2 separate regions of the Mus musculus genome follow, and region 1 is linked to region 2. The links are chromatin contacts, called in public HiChIP or PLAC-seq maps. All regions are on one chromosome and are shown on one strand. The core of a region is the stretch at or near the end of the contact, and the rest is flanking DNA. Distances in the headings are between cores, read along the strand shown. Region 1 has its middle 19 kb from the start of F3. Region 2 has its middle 19 kb from the start of A730020M07Rik.

The links. HiChIP or PLAC-seq counts read pairs in DNA pulled down with a chosen protein or histone mark.
Region 1: an HNF4G HiChIP or PLAC-seq map of pancreatic cancer cells shows a contact between it and region 2. The contact joins two enhancer-like sites. A contact is called at or near these places in 1 of 15 datasets of contacts at CTCF or cohesin (the NIH/3T3 cell line), 15 of 484 Hi-C or Micro-C datasets (the AML12 cell line, cortical glia, dorsal root ganglion neurons and 8 more) and 8 of 115 datasets of contacts at active chromatin or transcription factors (SST interneurons, bone marrow-derived dendritic cells, embryonic fibroblasts and 5 more).

What each region holds. Positions count from the first base shown.
Region 1 is chr3:121,701,531-121,707,897 of GRCm38.p6, reverse strand. No RefSeq gene overlaps it. Among named protein-coding and RNA genes, the nearest start is that of F3, 19 kb to the left of the region's middle. Within about 2 kb of position 4,152, at least 25 of the 459 cell types and tissues checked have an H3K27ac peak or open chromatin away from gene starts, as enhancers often do. A contact at or near this core is called in pancreatic cancer cells, where this site is marked.
Region 2 is chr3:121,624,023-121,631,145 of GRCm38.p6, reverse strand. No RefSeq gene overlaps it. Among named protein-coding and RNA genes, the nearest start is that of A730020M07Rik, 19 kb to the left of the region's middle. Within about 2 kb of position 4,700, at least 34 of the 459 cell types and tissues checked have an H3K27ac peak or open chromatin away from gene starts, as enhancers often do. A contact at or near this core is called in pancreatic cancer cells, where this site is marked.

The DNA.
Region 1 (6,367 bases), core at 2,903-5,402, 77 kb before region 2:
GGGTGTTGGGAATTGAGCCCAGGTCCTCTGAAAGAGTAGCTAATGCTCTTAACCTCTGCAGCATCTCTTCATCTCATAGTAAATATTCTTATTTTACAATGACATAATCTGTTATAGATGTAGTAAAGTCTGACTAGGTATATACATAAAGGTGAGATATATTTTTAAAATATTGAAAATTATAACACATTGTAAACTACCCCTTAAAACATGCAAATTACTTAAAATTTATTAAACATTATTTATTAACCTTTATTTTTTGCTATAAAAAATACTATGAGCAGAAGCAACTTATAGACAAACGCTCAATTTGGTTTATGGTCACAGACCAGTCAATAATGGGGGTGTCAGCACATAGCTGGAGCAGAAAAAGGAGAGACGATTATCGTCACCGCAGAGAAACAAAGAGAAATGGTAGGAGGCTATAAAGTTGCCGAGAGCATCTCAGTGATGGACTTTCTCCAGCAAGACTCCGCCTCCTAAAGTCCCATAACCTCCCCAAACATCTCCAGACTCAGAATCCTCACCTCTGCCCTACTGGGAAACAGCCTTAGATGGAGTTTCCAACTCAACCAACCTTTGTTGCTCCAACACTGCGTGCTCCAAGCATTGTGCAAAGTGGTGGCCAGAGTTCACAACAAGGGCTTCTCTGACCACAGGATTTAGACTGAGCATAAAGGATGGACTTGTGGCAAAAGAAAGAGGTCCTGTGTTCATCATAAATGTGTTACTCCTCTGTGACCACAGGCAAGGCATTTATCTTCTCAGGATTTCTGTTCCTCCCTTTCAGAAAGAAACTATGGATCAGGTGTCCCTGTGGCTAGTTCTGCCTCTTGATTCTCTATTTCTTCACAGTTGTGCTTTATGGGGAGTGAAGAGTGGACCCTTCTTAATGAACACTCAGTATGTCTGAGCTGGATTTTAACACAAGGCTTTAATATGAAGATGATGTATGTATCATATGAGTCTGAAATAGGGGGAAATTAAATTAAATCTACAGGTGACTCTGAAAAATTGGAAATGAGCTTTCAAAGGAGCCATGTCATGGCCTATGGTGATATTACTGGAAGAATGCGACTTCCTCTGTCGCTATTTAGAGCATAAGAAAGAGCTCATTTGAGCAGTGTAGGAAATAAAAGGTCCATTGTGAGTGGCTGAAGAGGTTTATCCGGATGTCTGTAGTCAACTCAGACATTCACAGTCATTCTTTGCCCAATGAACACACAATGTAGTCACATTGATGTGTTTTATTAACGTTCCTATTTCTAGCGGGAAGATCTACTCAAATGACATCATAGTTCTTAATCTCCAAATGGAATCTTCATGTCGCCCGTTTTAAAAGAGAGCCAAAACCCAAGATAAATTTGATACTGATTGTCTCCCCTTGAGAGCTACATTTCATTACTTTAAACAAATCCAATACAAGGTGTCCAGCCTTTGGAGTTAGCAAAGTCTTCCTTTCTCTAGGCTCCTGTAGTGTTCCTGTGCTCGGTTCCTGGTATCTGCCCTGTGGATATCTTGCACGTATAAGAAAGCTAGTGCATTACTGTGGTGAAGCCTTGGGCTCCTGGCCAGAGCTGGATTTCAGATTCTGGTCCTGTTATTCACAGCCCTGTCACTTTGCCAAGTGCTAACTTCTTTTAAGTCCACTTTCCAAATTTGTAAAAGACGACACCTCTTCCTACCTCATAGAGTCATTGTGAAAAATCTCATTCTTCAAGTGTATTAAAATATACAGTAATTAGTAAAGTCAAAACGACAGAAAACGTTAGCTTGAATTGTTGGTAGTTATGAGCTAGAAAGAGAGCATTTCATTTCTGCTCCCTCCCTGCAATCCACACAGCAGGGCTATGGCTTTCGTCAGTGAGCTTTAAGCCTGAAAATCAGCTGTCTGGAGCAAAGGATGCTTCTGGACCACAGCATGAATGTTCGTTCCACCTGAGATGATGTGAATGAGTATCCTGATGTCCTGTTAGCCACACGCCATAGACTGCTATTTCATATTGTTGTGATGTGCTTACGTAGTCAGGAAGAAACAGTGAAAAGAAATACTCAGCCAAAAAGAGACAAGAGGAGGAATTTCAAAAATTAAATTCCCAGCTTTGTCTTTAAAAAAAAATCGCTATCATCTCATGTGTTTGTTTGTACAGACAGTAGCTTGCTCTTTATGAAATGTTTAAAATCTTTGAGGGTACCCATGTGTATACACATACAACTTCTTCAAAGCCTTGCTAAGATGTTAAACATAAACACCCTCAATATAGGCATAGTCTCAAAGTCTTTTCAAACCAGTGAATACAAACACTATTCCATGTTCTTCCCAGGATCCCCCTACCAAATGAACATTCTCATTCTCTCTCTCTCTCTCTCTCTCTCTCTCTCTCATTCTCTCTCTCTCTCTCTCTCTCTCTCTCTCTCTGATGATAATAGTACTTGATTTCATGTACTGGTTCTTAGTCTCCCTGTCTCTCTCTGTCCATCTGTTTCTGTCTCTGTTTGTCTCTGTCTGTCTCTGTCCCTGTCTCTCTGTCTGTCTCTGTATCTCTCTGTCTCTCTCTGTCACACACACACACACACACACACACACACACACACGCACGCACGCACACACACACACACACACACACACACACACACACACACACACACACTTATTCCAGTATGGCTAGTGTGTGCTCTACCACTGAGCTGTATTCTCAGCCTCCTTTTGCTTTTTGCCCTGAGAAAGTCTCACTAAGTCACTTGGGCTGGCTTTGGACTTCCTGTGTCGCCTAAGCAGCCCTTGAATTTTCAATCTACCATGTCAGCCTCTCCACATCTGGGATTACAGACCAACACTGTCGGACTTGGCTTAAATATATTATAAATCATTATATCCTGATAACCATGACCAGGGCTAAGCTAGCTTTGCCTCAAACTATTGGAAACTTATTATCTTAAAATCTCAAGGGCATTTTAAGCAGAATAATTATTGTGTTCTTGGAAAGGGGAATAAAAAACGAGCTAATCAAAACAGAAAGGTTTGGCTTAAATTATGTCTAAGACTGGGACATAAATCTGTTTGGCCTAAATTATGTCTAAGACAGGGACCTAAAATTCCTGGGATCTTATCTTAAGAATTTTAATTCTAATTCTTAAGAATTTTGGAGATAAGTAGTAGCCGGGCATCCAAGTGTGGTGAGAAGCTAGACTGAACCCATAGTTGCCTGGGGCTGAATGGGGGTCTTAGCCACTTTGAAGTAAATACAGAGGATTCTAAGAGACCACAGGGCTTTCCTGTTGTTTACACATATTCAGTATCCTGTAGGTAGTCCTTCTGGAGAATTCCATAGACAGGGGTTCTTCCTAACTCCTTAAGACTGGAGACCTGGGGCTGGAGAGATGGCTCAGTGGGTAAGAGCACCCGACTGCTCTTCCGAAGGTCCGAAGTTCAAATCCCAGCAACCACATGGTGGCTCACAACCATCTGTAATGAGATCTAATGCCCTCTTCTGGTGCATCTGAAGACAGCTACAGTGTACTTACATATAATAAATAAGTAAATAAATCTTTAAAAAAAAAAAAAAAATAAAGACTGGAGACCTCTCCTGCCTGTTGCAGCTCTGCTCTCACGAGCATCTTTCTTTGGTTGGGGGCGGGGAGCAAAGCAGACCAAAGAAGTTTCTCCTTCATTCTCTTCTTCCCTCTCAGCATACAAATCCCACATGAAACTTTTTTTTTCAGCTTCCAAATCAGACAATAAATTTTGCTTCACAGTGTGAAGCCAAGTAATAGATGTGCATCAGTAATAGACTACTCTAGAGGCAGACTCCCCACAGTGGAATGCATAATGGAGATTAGAATGAACAGGATCCTGCTAACAGGACAGCAGGTGACTCACATAAACATATGTCTGAGTAAAAGCAGCCAGGCAGAGAAGGATAGATAGACGCCGTATGATCTCTAAGTCAAGAGAAAGAAAAAAGAATGTGGATGGAGATTCCCACCTGCGGTTCTTCTGGGGTGCTGGATACACAACTGTGTTTTTTGTTAAAACAACAACAACAACAACACTTAACCAATTTATTTGCACATCATATGTACAGTTTCTATATATTCCATTCATCCAAACCTTTAAAAAGGTTTGTGGAAAGCCAGTGAGTGACTCAGCACACTGGCCCAAGTCCCTTCAGACTATTGCTTGATACCGCTTCCTTATCGCTCAGCCTTTCTGCATGTGGTGATTGATGTCAGGAGAAAACTCTTCAAGACCTTTCAGAACATCCCATGATAGCATCCCTGATAAGCATCATCAAGGGTTTGTAATTTTTGAGGACTAGTGACTTCCAGATGTCTGTATTATTAATTTTGGAAACCTCTCGAGAAATAGACTGTTCTTGCTGGAATCATGTGAGCTAGTATCCAAACCATGCCCTTGCCAATATCTAAACCCTGCCCTTTGTGTCAGTGATCAGAGGGAGACATTTTTACCCCCAGTGGCGAGACGGCTGAGGTGGTTATGGACTGGTGCAAGCCTTGTGTACTTGGGTTCATATGAGATTTCTCACAGTTGCCTGATGTCTCAGGGGAGGGGTGAACAGCTAGGGGCATGACTCAGCAAGGCTTCAAGAAGACCGCTTAAGCCCTATCATGCGGGCAGTCTTTGAACATTGCTCTTTATATTCAGATAGTTTGACATCTGAATTCATCTAGAGATTATTAAGGAAGAAAATAAATCAAGTGAGTATCTTAGCTCATCTTTATATGTCTTTAATGAAAGAGCAAGGGCTTAAAGTAGCTTCATGTTCATGATGACATAGGAACCCAGACCTCTCCCATGATCATCAGAAGGGCAATCTTAAGATCGTTTTCAAACTCTTGAGTCTCTAAACATGTGTATGTAGTTTGAATCTTTAAATAGATGACTCTGGAGTAAATATATTATGAAAAGCTTCATTTAACTATGGGTTAGCAGCCAAATAAAATAATACATCCTATATTTTAATGAAACTATTTTAGTTTTGTCTTCAATTTCATATCTCTCTCTCTCTCTCTCTCTCTTTCCTCTCCACACTCTCTCCATTCTCCTCTCTCTCCTCCTTCTCCTCCTCTCTCCTCTCCTCTCAGGAAGCTCAAAACATCTGTGTCAGGGTAGAATTTACAAGAATGTAACTGTTGTAAGGAGGCTGAGAATTAAAGCCCCCAAATGTGAGATTTCTAAGGACTGTCCATCAAACCTCCCTTCCTTCAGAAGCAGACACCATGTCTGAAGAAGGCACCTGACCCGAGTGATGTGCAGTTGAGTCTGGGAGAGCCTCAAGCCACTGCTGAGCTGGCCCACAGTTCTCCATGCCAGCAGTGTGGTGGGAGACAGTGAGAAACTGGGAGACACTTGGACTCTTGGCTCTGAGGGAACACCTCTCTTCATTAACTTTGAGTAATCTTCTTCTCTGAGTTTCCTTATATTCAAAGTAAACATTAAGGTTCCTTCCTATACATCTAGAACTGCTGGGTCAAAGCTGAGACAGTTTGGGGAGCCCATTTTTTCCCCCAAATCAGCACTTCGAGTTTTGTCCTTCACAAAATCCTGAAGCTCACTGAATACTGAAAGCACTTCACAGGCGGTCTATGTTTGTTTGTTTGTTTGTTTGTTTTGGAACATGAAATGATTTCATGCTAACTAAAGTAACATCTAGCATGCTCACCCATTTAATCAGACTGCCACGACTATTTTGCTTAGCCAGAGCCAAAGCTTCACATACATTAAATATCACATCTTCAAATGCTTCTGTCAACAGGACCGCCCTGAGCCATATCTGGTTCACAGGATCTGTTCTCCATGCCTCCACCTACAAGAAATGACCTGGAGTGCCCTGCTGACCGAGGATGTTGTAAGAGATAGCTCAGTGGTTAAGAGCACTCTCTGCTCTTCCAGAGGACATGGGTTCAGTTTCCAGCCACCATGGCAGTTAACAACTGTCTGCAGCTGCAGTTCCAGAGGGTCTGATAGCCTCTTCTGTCCCCCAAAGCACTTTATGCGCACAGTACACAGACATGCATGCAAGCAAAACACCCATGCATGTCACATAAAAATACAAGAAGTATAGAAGGGGGAGGAAGAGGAGGAGGAGGAAGAGGAGGAAGAAGAAGAGAAGAGAAAGAGAAGCAGCTCTTTTGAATTCTGACTAGCAGGACAAAATAAAACTCTATAGACTTTGATTTTTGCACAGCTGTCTACTAGTATTAGAACCAAGAAAAGCCGGCCAGCGAGATGTCACAGTGTGCCAAACCTGATGACCCGAGTTTTATCTTGAGGACCCCCATAGTCGGAGAGAACTGATTCCTGCAAGATCTCCTCTGACTTTCACACATTCTTCAGTGCTACGTA
Region 2 (7,123 bases), core at 3,451-5,950:
ATCTAGCTCCCCAGAGGGTGGGAAGGAGCCTCCTTTGCTACTGTTAGAAAACATGATTCAGATCAGTGCAGATGACCAAGACAGAGCACACGCCATCTTCCTGGTGATTCCCGAAGTTTTCTGGAATGGGTTAGTCCTGGGATGGGCTAAGAACTTGATGATCTCTTGACCCTGATTTTGCTATTGCTACAAAAGGGAACATGAAGGAGAATTCGCTTTCATTTGTGCCTATCCCCGAGTCCCCTCCAGGCCACTCACTTCCTCCCTGCCTTGTCCTTCCTGCCTCTGTCGAAGACAGTGAGACACCGAACCAGTTTCTTAACCTTCTGGGGAGTGGGAAGAGGAAGGGGAGGCTGCGACTGAGCAGAGCTGTGGTGTCAGACTCCGTGTCTCTGTAAGTAGGGGAAAACCAACCAGGAACCTGAAAACTGACTCTCTCGAGTCATCTGTGGAGATGGGACTATATCTCCAGAGGTTTCAGAATGGAGCTCTGCCATGCCTGGTGGATGTGGGTGGATGGCGAGCCGCATGCAGCCTGTGGTCAGAGTTGAGGAACAATATGATCTGGCCTTCCTTGCCTATTTTAGAAATCTTCAGGCTGTTCTGTTTGCTGCTCCTGTCAGAAGTGGGCATCTGCCCGAGCTGTGCATTTCCAATTACTCTCTGGCCGCAGGATCCTGTGGCCATCTTTCTCAGAAGCCTGTGGCCTCGTTGAAATAGCAGGTCTAGATGAAGTCTCATGTCAACACCAAAACCTTGTTTATGAGGGACAGAGAAGAGTGAGCACAGTTCCCATGGATGCTCCCTACCCTCAAGAGAGCATCCAAGTCTCTTCCAGCTCCTTAACCCACTCAGAGGGCAACTGTTCTCCCTGCCAGCTCCAAGGAAACAGATAAATAGAAAAGCAAGTATCATCAAGAAAAAGGGTGCTTCGGAGCACAGGCTTCTGGGAGAAGAATCCAGAGAAAACACTAAATGGTCATCTGGAGAGACTGCTCTAATCTCTGGCTGCTGCCATTGCCTGGGACATAGCCTTTAACTTGCTCTTTTTGGTTTCTAGTCCCGAGACACCACAAGCCAGCATCTTTCCTTAGCATGTCTGAGCCAGCCTTTCTGGCCTCTCCACCATCAGCATGTCTCTTCCATCTCCTCTGTCTGCCTTTTCCTTCCCACCAACATCCAAGCATTCAGCTGGGAAGATAGGAGACTGCATCCCTACTGTGTGGTATGGGCAAGCCTCTGGATGCCTCCGTTGCTTGATAGGTTGTTTCCTAGGAGTGACAGGCAGACTCACCATGAGGGTTATGGTGAAGCCTAATTAAGATGCACATATTATAGTCCAAAGCAATTCCATGCCAGTTTCCTCCCTTTTCTTCCTCCTCTCCCTTCATCCTTTCCACCATCTTTCCCTCTGGGACCAGCTCCATGTATAACCTGGTACTTGCTCTATGCTCATTTCAAGGTGCTGTGCACCATGTTTCTGAGCCCAGGGAATGGAGAGTCACAGCCAGGTTCCCCACCCTGCCCACCTCTGCAGCACTGTCTGTCACCACCTTATCCATCAAGAGTGGAAGCTCAGTCACACGGGCAGGGACGTGCGCTGAAGCAAAGACATAACTGTTGTCTATTGAGGGCTTCACCTTCCTGTTTCTGGGGAGAGGCCACTTTAGTCTCCCCTCTTTTCAACTTCTTTGACTTCCTGGTATAAGCAAGTGCGTGTCTGGTGACTGCTGCAAGGGCCCATTTGAATTTTCCCTAAAGATCCCAAGGAGGCAGGCATGAGAGGAGACAGGCGGCTTCAGTAAGCTTTAAAACTTCATGAGTAAGAACCCAGTGCCTCCCTCTGGTGCCCACACATCACAGCCCAACTCCAGACGTGTCATTCTGTTCTTGTGGGGAAGTGGAGTCCTCAAGAGACATGATTTCCACCTCCAAGTACCTAGGAGCTTCTCCGGAGGCCCTGCCCCTGCCAGAGAGCACTCGCCAGCTCTGAGCCAAGACATCTGCTGCTCATCACCAGAGCTCTCACTACATGGCAATCCTTGCCAACCGGTGCCAGTCAGCCCACCCTGCCCTAGCCCCTCTCCTGCAGCATGGGTCTCTGTAGTCAATGGAAGTCTCCGTTTCTGAACTTTTCTCTACATATAGGATCATTCTTTCGCAGGTAAAGGCTTCATACCGCTTTTCTTGTGCCATGTGACATCTTTAGAAATGCACAGAAGTGGGGAGCAGGAAGAGAGAGAGCAGGGAGGGAAGGAAAGAAGGGGAGGGGAGGGGAAGGGAGGGGAAGGGAGGAGAGAGAAGAAAAAGAAAAAGAGAGATTACACTTAGAAAACACTGTAACAAATCGCCGCCGCCCCCCACCCCCACCCCAGCTCCCAACTGGACATCCTGGAAGTTTTACAGTGTGCGAGCTACTAGCAAAGTATGAGGTCCAACCATTGCAGCAAACTTTCAATGTCACTAGAGCAGGACCTTCCAGAATAAAGGAACACCACTGAGAAAATTCTGCTCTAAGGGGTGCTGAAACCAGGCTGGGGGAGTTTACAATACTCTCCCCACACCAGCTTCCAGGAGGTGTGGATATAAATATACTAAATATACCCCCTAGACCGACCTGCACCCTGAGCTCATGGCTCTGGAAACCACTGTTCCAACCACTGGGCACAGGCAGCTAAAGGACAAGTCAGCTGCTGCTGCAGCCCCACATGGTACTGCCCGTGGTACTGCCCATCTGCCTAGGTTGTCAGGGGAAGGAGGCTGCCCTGGAATAAGGCACTCTCCTTCCCTTGCCTGAATCCTCACTCGAGTGATTTAGCAGTGTCAGGACCACCTTTTCTTGGAGTTAGTTTCCATTTTCTTTCTGAGGCAATCCAAGGATGGATTTTGCTTCTCAGATTGTTGTTGTTGGTGGTGGTGGTGGTGGTGTTCTGGCTCCTGGGAATCAGCTTAAGAGGGAAGAGGCTAAGGGGACAGGAGTACATTACATGTTTAAGACATATGAGAGCTGATAAGTCCCAGGCCTTCCTGGCCCTTCAGGTCTTGCTGGGTTCAACAAGCTCCTTTGTTTGTCCTTGTCTCACACTGCCTTGTCTGTAGCTCAGCTCTGCCTTTTCTCCCTGGTTCTCCTGAGTTGCCTTCCTTGTCTTAATGCCCATTTTCAAAATGGGTTCTTTGGAAGTCAGTTGTGCTGGATGGTGTCTTGCTAAGGCAAGCATGTGAAGGAACATTTCACTGAATCGGACACAGGTAAAAGACTAAGGCGGACTAGTGAAGGAACGTTATGCTGCAGCAGACACAGGTGAAAGGGCATTCTGCTTCTGAAAGGACACGTGATGAAGAATTCTTTGATAACAACACTCATGTATTGGTCCACCTTACAGTACATAGTTGAGCTCCATTTATCAGAACTCCACAGAGAGAAATGCACTAAAACACTTCTGGTAGGCTTGCTTATAGAGCTAGCTGTGCAACACTCGTTGGTCTTGAGTCTTTGCTGATCTTTGCTTCACTGATAGAGGCACAGCTGAGAACTTTTCCTGGTGTTCCTATTGGCCCGGGTCCCTCCTAATGACTTGTGCTGAGGCTGAGGTCTGGCTGTCTCTGCTAGGTAGAGCCACCACTGCTGATCCTTGTTTGCTATCCCGACTCTACCGAACAGGACTGCTGGTGTATCCATAAAGTGTTTGCGAGTGCACCAAGCTGGTGCTACTGAGCTGTGAACTGAACTGCCGATTTCCAGACAACACAGATGGGAGTTGCTCCAAAGAAACTTTCTAAACAGGTCCATTTCCCCATATCCTTTCTTTCCCACTACATCTGGTGGGTCAGGTGGGCTACAAGGGAAGTTAAAGCATTTAAGAACCATCATTTTTAAAAAGGTTTTGAAAAAAAATTAAAATTACAAGTTATTTCTCCAAAACTTAGCCCAGAAACCACTTTCTTCTGGAAATCTTCTCAAATCTCATGTCAAGCCAAGATCCACTCCTCCCTGCTCACGATACACCAGAGCAAATTCCGTGTGTACGTGCTTGGGTGTGTGTGTATGGTGTGTAATGTTACATTTCAGAACATTTTGCTAATAATTTGTGCCATTTCACCACTTAAAATTTTTTTTTGTAATTGTATGTGTATATGTCTGTGTGTATGTGCACATTAATGCAATTTCCCTTTGAGGCCAGAAGAAGGTGTAAGATGTCCTGGAACTGAAGTTATAGAGCTTTGTGGACCTCCATGTGGTTGCTGGGAACTGAACTCAGGTCTTAACTGCTGAGCCTTCCCTCCAACACCAGGCTTGCGGCTTTACCTATCCTGCAGCGGTTCTGGCTTTGTAAGTCTGTAGGCTTCAGAATCCCATGAACAGCTTGTTTTGCCTTCTGTGTTTTGTAATGGGCTGATGGGGGAGATTCAGGGGTGACTTTCAGTGAGTCCTGGGGTAGAATAAACAGGTGCCTTTGCAGACATCAGTGTGGCAGCAATTCTAAGGCTTCAAGACTTAAAGCCAACATGTCCAGGCTCTCTTAGAGGATCCCAGTCCAGAATTCCAGCTAAACAGTTGCTCAAGACCACAGCTGATCTAGAAGTATGAATGAATCAGTGTTTACCTTTTCCACCTTCAGACTAAAGAGAAGGAGGTAGGGAGCAAATCTGGTAGCTTCTATTGCCACCTAGCAACAGTAGCGCTCTGTGACTGATGGCATTGACAGCCCTGAACTTCCTGCCTCCATCTCCCTTTCAGCTTTCCTCCATTAGTCATATCTACAGACTAGTCCCAGGCTGTCTGTCAATCTTAACGTTACACAACGGCAGCTATTGTGGTTTTACACACCACACAAAAACACCAAGCCAAAGGCACACTTGTGAATCTTTTTCAAAAAGGAAGTTGTCCTTCTCAAAACTCTACAGAAGACTCTTCTTTAGCCTGAATGTTCAGGTCCACTTCTAGGCTTCAGGCTTAATGATCACCGACAAGCTGCTCTCCCAGAGTGGAATCCTCAGGGCCGAGTACTCCAGTGTGCCAGCCGCTATCATGCGCTTCCTCAGGCTTCCCACCAAGGCCTCTGGGTGTGTTGGCACATCAGACATCACTACCAGGCCAGCTGGCCTCGATTTCTAGTTGGGGACAGGTGAGCCCAACACACCTGTGAGAGAGTGAAAAACTGCCAGATAAATTTTTCACATTGTTATTTAATTGTTTAAATGTGAGAGGATGTGTTTGCTTTACTGAGTCACACTGCTGCCAATGGCTGGAGAAGTACTTAGAGAGGTCTGGACTTGTCACACCCTTCTCTCCCCTCCCCACACCTGTCTGCCTTGTGACTCAGCTTCTAAGGAGCTACCTGCCCCATGCTCTTGATAGTCACTCACAACTCCCACTTTAGCCAGATCTTGACTCTGGTGTCACCTGGAGTAGAATTGTCAGTCTTCAGGGAAACATATCAAGGGTAGGCTTTTCGAATCTTTAAGTACACAGCAGTAAATTTCGAAAAACAAAGTTTACCTCAAGAGAGGAGTGATAACTCCAGATGGGAGGCTAGTCCTGTTACAACAAAGCTATATTTTCTCTGTCAAGGGCCATTGGATGAGCTCAAAATGTCAACAAAACGTTCTCCATATAAAATTTAATATCACTGAGTTTCTTTGAGCCATAAGGGTTCCACCTGTCTCTCTATTGATCCACAAGGGCTCCACCTCTAGTGAATAAGATTAAGATTCCTCTAAAAGAGGCTTTATGACGCCTTGGGCTCACTTGCCCCGCCACTTCTGTCTTCTAAAGACTGGGCATCCTTTCTCTCTGGATGACACAACAGTGAGACGCCATCTTGGAAATGGAGAGCAGTCGTCACCAGACAACAAAATCTGTCAATGCCATGACCAAGACATGCCTCCATAGCTGTGAAGAAACACGTCTCTATTCTTTATTAATTGTGGGGTTACAGGTTTTCTGGTACAGCAGCGCAGCCTATGACATCATGTTCACAAAAGGAAGACCATCTATGCAAGGGAGAAAGTGCTTAGAACTAAACTCTCAAGTGCTTAGAACCCCAGGCGACTTTCTTTTCTTACCTATACGTTGACAATTTCTATCCCAATGTTTTTGATTTTAATTACTTAATTAATTTACTTTATATCCTGACTGGTTTCCCCCCTCAGCTTCTCCCAGTTCTCCCCGCCCATCCACCTCTTCCACTTCTCTTCCCTTTCTGTTCAGAAAAGGAGAGGCCTCCCATGGATATCAGTCAGCCTTGGTATATCAAATTGAAGTAAGACTAGCTGCATCCTCTCCTATTGCAGCTAGATGAGGCAATCCAGTAGGTTAGAAGGGTCCCAAAGGCAGGCAACAGGGTCAAAAAACAGCTTCTGCTCCCACTATTAGGAGTCCCATGAGAAGACCAAGCTACATAACTGTTACATGTGTGTGGAGAATCTAGGTCAGTCCCATGCATGCTCTCTGGTTGGCAATTCAGTCGCTGTGAGCTCCTATGGGCCTAGACGAGTTGATTCTGTAGGTTTCCTTGTCGTGTCCTTGATCCCCCTTTCCCCTTTCCTATAATCTTTCCTCCCCCTCTTCCACAGAATTCCCCAAGCTCTGCCTAATGTTTGGCTGTGAGTCTCTGCATCCATTTCCATCAGTTGCTGGATGAAGCCTCTATGATGACAGTTATGCAAAGCTCCTGTCGGCAAGTGAAGCAAAATAGCATTAACAGTACCAGGGGTGGACTTCCTCTCATGGCATGGGTCTCAAGCTGAACCAGTCATTAGTTGTCCATTCCCTCAATTTCTGCTCTATTTTTACCCCTGGACATCTTGTAAGCAGGATAAATTGTGGGTCTAAGGTTATGTTACTGGATTGGTATCCCAGTCCCTCCATTGGAAGTCTTGTCTGGTTACAGAAGATGGCTGATTCAGTCTCCATGTCCCCCACAGCCAGGAGTATTAGCTAGGGTCAGCCTCACAGATTCCTGGGAGTTTCCATTGCCCAAGGTTTCTAGCTCATTCCAGAGATGTACCCCCCCCCCATACCAACTTCAGTTGTCTCTCCCAGTATACCACAAGGACACTTGCTCAACTATGTTCATAGCAGCTTTATTCATAATAGCCAGAAACTGGAAACAACCTAGAT